Linked DNA regions of Triticum aestivum: region 1 is linked to region 2. The links are chromatin contacts, called in public Hi-C maps. All regions are on one chromosome and are shown on one strand. The core of a region is the stretch at or near the end of the contact, and the rest is flanking DNA. Distances in the headings are between cores, read along the strand shown.

What was found. Hi-C and Micro-C count contacts between places; a contact is called where the count stands out from the background.
Region 1: a Hi-C map of an unstated tissue shows a contact between it and region 2, with 10 times the contacts expected there. The contact joins the promoter of LOC123166538 here to the promoter of LOC123165859 in region 2. A contact is called at or near these places in 4 of 5 Hi-C or Micro-C datasets (leaf and an unstated tissue).

The regions. Positions count from the first base shown.
Region 1 is chr7D:542,339,897-542,343,370 of IWGSC CS RefSeq v2.1, forward strand. It overlaps LOC123166538 (peroxidase 45), which reads right to left and starts at 1,988. Exons shown (of 3, transcript XM_044584345.1): 1 at 1,649-1,988; 2 at 1,191-1,548; 3 at 502-1,074. The coding sequence starts at 1,870. The coding sequence ends at 701.
Region 2 is chr7D:542,068,491-542,072,441 of IWGSC CS RefSeq v2.1, forward strand. It overlaps LOC123165859 (probable E3 ubiquitin-protein ligase RHG1A), which reads left to right and starts at 1,599. Exons shown (of 6, transcript XM_044583599.1): 1 at 1,599-1,756; 2 at 2,922-3,951. The coding sequence starts at 2,941.

The sequences.
Region 1 (3,474 bases), core at 738-3,237, 270 kb after region 2:
AGAGGCAAGGTCTTTTTGGAGGGTGGTCAAGTACCATGTATTTGTGAAAGCAAATAACAGTTTTGGTAGGTTTTTGCAAATTGAGGGAGTTTGTATACTGAAATTCGCTATTTTTGAAATACGCAATAACTTCGGCAAGAATCATAGGAGTAGTACAAAGGAAGATCGATATAAAATCATAAAAACGTGCGGCCGGCCGGCCAACCTGAATATGCTCACGCGGATGGTGCTGTTACGTACCCTGTAGGAATTGCTTGTTAACGCATGGTGCACTCAATTGCACAAATCATAGTGCTCCATTTCAGAGGTCCTTGGACCATGCAAGTGCAGATCATGGGCATTTGACGTTGATGAAGTTAGGTCTGATATGATTTGCTTTTGGTGCCAGTCGCGGCCTAGCTAGATCGAGGCTAGAGCCATTATCATGCTATTTTGTGCTGGAGTCTGACTCGTTGTCACAAAAGACACCTGCATCCTCACATGATCGATCAAGACAACATGTCCAACAGTAAGGCATCAGAATTCGATCAGTCAAGGACATCTTACAGTCGATTAGTTGAAGACATCATGGGCTCCAAGAATCAAAGCCACATGCATGTATAACAACATGACCGATCTTATTGTAGTTGCGTCATTGACAGTTTTTTTTTTTTTTGAACTGTGTGAGCAACTGAGCAACCTGCCGGCGGCGACTCTGTAACTAATTCGTGTACCGGCAGTCGCGGCGTATCTCGCCGTCGGCCGCGGTCTTGACCCCGACCCTGCCGAGCTTGGTCATGGCGACGGTGAAGTCGTAGAAGAAGGTGCCCTGGTTGGACGCGTAGTAGTTCACGGTGCCCCGTGACCTCGGGTCCGTGTACAGCACCTGGTCGGAGCCCAGGAGGCCCCTGCCGCCCTGCAGGTTCTTGTAGTAGGAGTTGTCGAATCCCAGCGGCGTCGGGTCGAGGAACGCGGAGCTCTGGCTGCTGGTGCAGGTGCCCCGGAGCTGCGCGGCGAAGCCCGAGTCCATGGTCGGGTCGGTGCCGATCCTGGACTGGAAGAAGCTGCAGTCCGCCGCGCCCATGGTGTGGCCACCTGGATTCGCGCGCAAGTGATGCCATCGTGCAGCCAGCGAGATTGTCAAATGTCAACAGGTCGGCGTGTGTTGCAAATGGGGCGCAGAGGAAGTTGACGAGTACTAGTTCAGTCACCTGAGAGTGCGATCATGTCGGTCTGGGAGAGGCCCAGGCCTGAGAAGAAGGCGTTGAGCTTGTCGAGGTTGAAGTCGACGTGCGGCAGCACCACGCTGCTCTTCGTCGAGACCTTCCCGTCGTACCTGCCCAGCTCCACCTGGTAGTTCGGCCCTCCGCTCTGGACGACGGACTCTCGTGCGGCGAGGGCGAGTATGTCGGCGCAGGACACCTTGTAGCGGCACTGCGGGTCCTTGTCGACGGCGGCCTTGGCGTCCAGGACCGTCTGGAAGCCCTGTGGCTTCAGCGACTGGTCGTCCGGGCTCCGCCACTCGTCGTCGCCGTTCGAGTTGACGATCATGATCGACGCATCACAGCCCTGCACGCACAGCAAAGTACAGATACCTACGTCATCAGCTCATCAAGTCGACATGTATCTACAAGAGCGAGCTCAATCGGTCAGCGATCGGGTTGTGTACCCTGACGGCGCAGTCATGGAAGAAGAGCCTGAGCGTGGCGCCCGCGGAGATTTGGGATTGGGCCATGGACTGCCTGACGGAGTTCCGGACAATGGTCTCCAGGTTGGGGCAGATGCTGGCGTAGTACCCCGGCCTCAGCTGCGCGGCGGCCAACGGCGAGCGGAGCGTCACCACCACGACGACGGCGGCGGCGAGGGAGGCTAACCATCCAAGCTTCGCCATGGGTCTATCGGTCTCCCTTTCAATTGCTTCGCGAAGACTGTTGCCTTTGCGTGCTCTTCCAGAAGTGTGGCTGGCCGCGCCGGCTAGCTCGTGCCTTACCGGTTTTAGTTCGATCGAGGTATATGGAGGTTGCACGTGGGGTTATATAGCCCAGAGCCGGAGACCGACTGATCCGGTAGTGTGGCTTCTGCCCTAATCCAATCCTCGTCGCCTGAGCAACAGCTAGATATTTGCCACTTGGGGTCTGGACCGTCTGGTCAAAGTGGCATGTACGTAGGGGATGATGCTCGTGCATGGTGATCAAGGCACAGCTCATTTAACACGGTGTGTATAAATGTAACGGCCGGAAGTTCAGAGCAGAGGAATTGGTTATGCAGGTTGCAGCTATATAGACGTACGTGCCGTTGCACGCTGACGAACGAGCTGTTCCTTCTTCAGCCAGTACGCTGTTCGCCTTAACAAATGACAAACAAGGAACAGAATCTTGGTGCGAAGTGCGAACCGTTGGGCACTCCACCCAATCTTCATCTTAGTTGTGGTCGCTTTTGTGAGTTGTTAAGAGCATCTTCAATAGAAGATGTAGATGCAAAATTAACAAACTTTTGCATCATGAAGGCCAAAAAACGCTCCAACGGGTGTAGATGAAAAAAATATATATATCACATCACCTCCTCCTAGTGATGTACAACATTTGGAGATACAAATTTGCACCTTCACATCCGAGGTGATGTAAAACTCCAGTCATGTGACAAGCGCCGCTTCATTTTAGTTTCCCTGCCTGCCCGCCACTGCCGCCGGCGATTTCTGGCCGAAAACATTGTCACCGCCGCCCTTTCTTCCATCCTGACCCCGCCGTGACCCCACCTGCAATCCCCGCCGCCACCCGCACCGCCGAGGAGCTGCAGATTTGAGTCTGTCCCGCCGCACTTCTGCCGCCGCGCCGCTCGCCCATCGCACCACGCCGTCGCTGCCCTGCTGCCAGACCTGGCCGCTCCACCGCCGGTTCTGCGCTGCTCCGCCGCCGAATTGCCACCGCATGATTTGAGTTCCTCCCACCATCCCGCCGTCGCCGGATTCGAGCCGCACAACGGCCTCCACGCCACCGCTGCTTTTCCCCAGCAGACTCGACCTTCTCACACCGCACGACCGCCACCTGGCCTTCCCACCGCGACCAATCCGCCGCTCGATTCACAGCCACGCCGCCGCATTCGACCTCTCGGCTCTCGTCGCTCGGCCGCTGGCGCACCTGCTGCCGCCGCCGCTCCTCCCGGCTCTCGGCGCTCGGCTGTCGACGCTTATGCCGACTAGTTTTACTTCTTCAAATACATCATATCTTGGAGTAGGAGTTTTACATCACCAAATATACATCATCTGTTGGAGTTGAGACTTTTTTGAAGATGTAAAAATCACTTTTTGGTGATGTAAATTATCCAACACCTATTTTTACATCTCCAAATTTGCAACATCTATTGGAGATGCTCTTATCTAAACCCTATGGTGTACTGGAGATGCCGCTGCTAGAACATGAGAGTAATATCCACACATGCAGTCGAGAAGTCACCAAAATCCGCTGAAAAGACGATGCTTCATCGAAGGACACACCC
Region 2 (3,951 bases), core at 349-2,848:
AAAAAAGACCCGGTCGTAATTAACCTTCCAATATACTTTTTCTACTATTAAGTGATAATAAACCAAGTGGGATAACACACTCAATCAAGTCAATTATCCTAAATTCTCTACTGAGAGCTCTGATGGCAGTAAAATGGACTAGAGCGCACAAGGTGTTGGAGATCAGAAGGTAGCGAGGTGCAAGAGTAGACGAAGAGAAGGTGGGGCTATGAGGACGTCGAGCAGAGGAGGCTACCGGTGCTGACGAGAGGGAGGAGCTACGAGGAAGACAAAGACAAAGACAAAAGCATGAAGAATAGTGGGTTGCACATTTGCCCTATGGCGTGAATGCCGAACACATTGAATTTCATATTAAATCGGCTAAAATAATGAAAGCAAAAATAACTTATCATAATTAACCTTGCAATATATGGTATACTGTTAAGTAATAATAAACCAAATAAGATAACACACCCAATCAAATTAGTTATCCAAAATTCTCATCTAGATGGGACACAGCTATTCTTAGCTCGAGCTCAAATGAGCCTGTATGAACAGTAAATTCGTAAAAAATTCTGAATTTTTTTGGGTGTGAAACATTGGCAAATTTTTTGAGTGCCTGCAAAATTTCATCATGAAATCACATTTGTGGAAGTGGTGGCAATAAAAACAAAATCGGTGCTGCAAAAAAATCATTTTCAAAAGCATTTTGGCTTCCAGGAATGCCATTTGAATGTGAAAATTTGCAGGTTCTTAAAACATTTGTTAAAGTTTATCACACAAAAATTTCAGTTTTTTTGAATTTTTTCATTTTCTTTCGAATTTACTGTTCACCCGAGCTCAAAGAGCAGAAAGACACTTTCGATCTAGATGCTCTATGGCGGGAAAGAGGATTAGAGTGCACAGGATGCTGGAGAAGAGAAGTTAGCGAGGTGCAAGGGTTGAGAGGACGTCGAGCAGCGATGACGAGCGGGGGAAGATAGGTGGAAGACGAAAAGGTGTGAGGAGGAGGAATAGCGGGTTGTGCACTTGCCCTAAGGCTGGTGCATCAGTCACATCCTTTCATGAATCTTGTCCAAAAATAACTCACCATAATTAACCTTCTGATATACGTTTTCTACTACTAAAAAAAATATACATTTTCTGCTGTTAAATGACAGTAAACCAGATGAGATGACACATTAACACACCAAATCAAGTCAATCATCCCAAAATCAATGTTGTCTTTTTTAGGATAAATATCACTAGAGTTACTAGTATACACCTACACAGAAGCTAAAGTTCGGCTACTTGTTTTTTTAATACAGTACAAATACAAATGTTTATATATAAATACATACACTCATGTTTTTATGAACACGCACGCCCTATCTTATGACCATTTGTTTTCTTGAAAACCGGCGGCGCCAACCCACCCCGTGCGCGTCCCCGCCGACGCGGTCAAGCCCTCCGGCGCACGCACGCACGCGCACCACGACGGACCCTGTCCGGCGTGCGCGCCACCACCCACTGACTCACACGGCGCGACCGCACCCGCGACGCGTGCGCCCTGTCATCGCGCCACGTGGCCGCGATGGGGCTCCGCTAGCCACCGTGCGCCCGACCCGCTACGGCCAGCCGCTAAATAAATCGCCTCGGATCTGACCAAATCCTCTCCGTCCGGACCGCACGCCGTCTCCCCCGTTTCCATTTCGCGAGGAGAAGAAAACGAGGGGGCAAGGGGAGGACAAAGAAACGGGGTCGGCGCCGCCGCCGCCGCCGGTTCGAGGTGGAGAAGGTACGAAATGGATGGATGCGCGCTCAGCGTGCCTTCGGTTCGATTGTCGTACGTGGGGGGAGAAGCGAACGAGCTTTGGGAATCTCTGTTCCCTTGATCGTTTCTTCCCTTCGTTTGTGTTAGTGTGGGGATTTTGTTCAGGATGAGAGGGTCTACCTTCCGCCCCGTTTGCCGTGGGCGTGTCGATCATTTGGGCTTTGGATTGGTCGATTTTTCCTGCGGATTTCGTTTTTTCCTCCCTCGGGTTGGGCCGCTACATGGTTGTTGCGCCGGCGATCGTTTTGATTCCAGATGCATACATACTCCTATTATGTAGTAATCTGTGTTTGTTTACGAGCTGAGGGGAGAGGGGAGGGATTCTTAAATTCTATGGGCGCATGATCCTCTCGTAATGATTCAGAAGGCAGAGGGGACTTGTTGTTTCTATTGCGTTTTCTGTTATTCTTTACGCGATTGAGTATTCTGCGAACATTTCTTCGTTTGTAAATCGATAGGCAGTTTTTCCTGTTTGTACATCTACAAATAAATTACTACTGTATGTGGTATGATGTTTGCACATGACATAGTTATCCATGACCCAAGTGTTTTTATATTGTGTGGGTGGTCCCAGACTGTCTTTTGTTTGAAGCACGAAAAAATTCTGCATAACTGTATCACAATCTAAACTGTTATATGGAGCTTTCGATCAAGTCAGTTTCATTCAACTGCTAATTCCAATTGGTTTTGGCCTTTTCGGACAATGAACAGATGATGGCCAAGAGGCAGATAGGACAATGAATAGAGGGTCTTATTTCGTTCCAATTTTGTTACGAAAATCTATTGAGTACATTTTAGGAAATATTTTCTAATATATTTTTTGTCTGCTTAAAATGAAAAAACCGAAGAGCGGCCGTTGAACTTGTAGCGCCGCTACAACCTAGCGATTTGATATAATTTCATAAACATAGGTGAATATAGCTTCCTTGGAGTGGAGCTGAATGTTCTTAACTAACAGTAGGTGCAAAGTTGGATTGTTTGGTGCTATTGGAGATTTGTATCATTACCTTCTTCCCATTTTCTTACGTGAACTGTATCATTTCTACATGCGGATTTACATATTTGAGGTTACCTTTCTGACTGTTTGTGGCAACATCAGTTCCTAACTTTCATTGCATTGTGGCTGCAGAAGTGTAACACAAGTTGCCATGGAGGAGAACGCCGGTAGATCCACCACAACAATTGGCCTTCTAAGAAGGGGTTCTGGCGTCTCCTTGAGAAATCAAAGCAATGAGGAGAGACCAAATCAGTTCCAGAATAAGCCAGGGAACACCACAAAAGCAACATGGGCTGGCAACAAGGAAAAGCCGGGGTATTTGCGTGACTCTTTTAATTCTTCAGGATCCAAGTCTGTATCTGCAAGCTCTTCAAAAGCTCCTGTCAGAAAGAATTATGACGAAAAGCTAAGGCGCCCATTGTCGGCACAGTTTAACAATGCTGAAAGTAGTAACAGAAGAACTGTTGTCAACCGTCTGCAGAGTAGCAAGAAAGCTATTGCTGATGAGGAGGATGGGCATCCATGTGCTCAGCAGATTGAGTCAGAAGATTCATCATCCACATCAACCACTGGGGATCAGCCAACAGGGCTAGATCCTGAAGTCTTAGGTTCATCTGTTTCTTCAGGGAGTTCTTCACATGTAGTTGATTCTGTGGCGAGAAATACTGCATTGAGGACTAAACCACGTAGGCAGAAGGATAAAGAGGAAATAGGTTTGGGTAAAACTCAAACTGCATCTACTTCTGTCCATCAGCCTGCTGGACCTCGCAATTTGGCCATTGGTGTGAAATCATCAAATGGTGCTGGTCCTGGTGTACAAAGGCGTGGTATAAAAAACCTTGGTTGCACATCAATCTCTGATGTTTTGCCGTCAGGCTGTTCTTCATCTAATTCTGTCCATAGTAAGAGGACTGAGATTACGAGAGAGAGGATTTCTGATGGGGAGACTTCTTCAAGACCAAGGGGCATAAGTGGGCAGCCTTCCTTGTATCCTGGCAGTACTGGTCCTAGAGTCAGAGACTCTGAACAATCAGCTTCTCAACAAACAACAAGGACTAGCAACAGAATTATTCGGGATTCTGCAGATTCAGTAAGGACTAGGCGTCCTTTTACTCAGCAGGCTAGGATGAGGATGCCAGATGAAACAGAGCAGGGCGTGTTT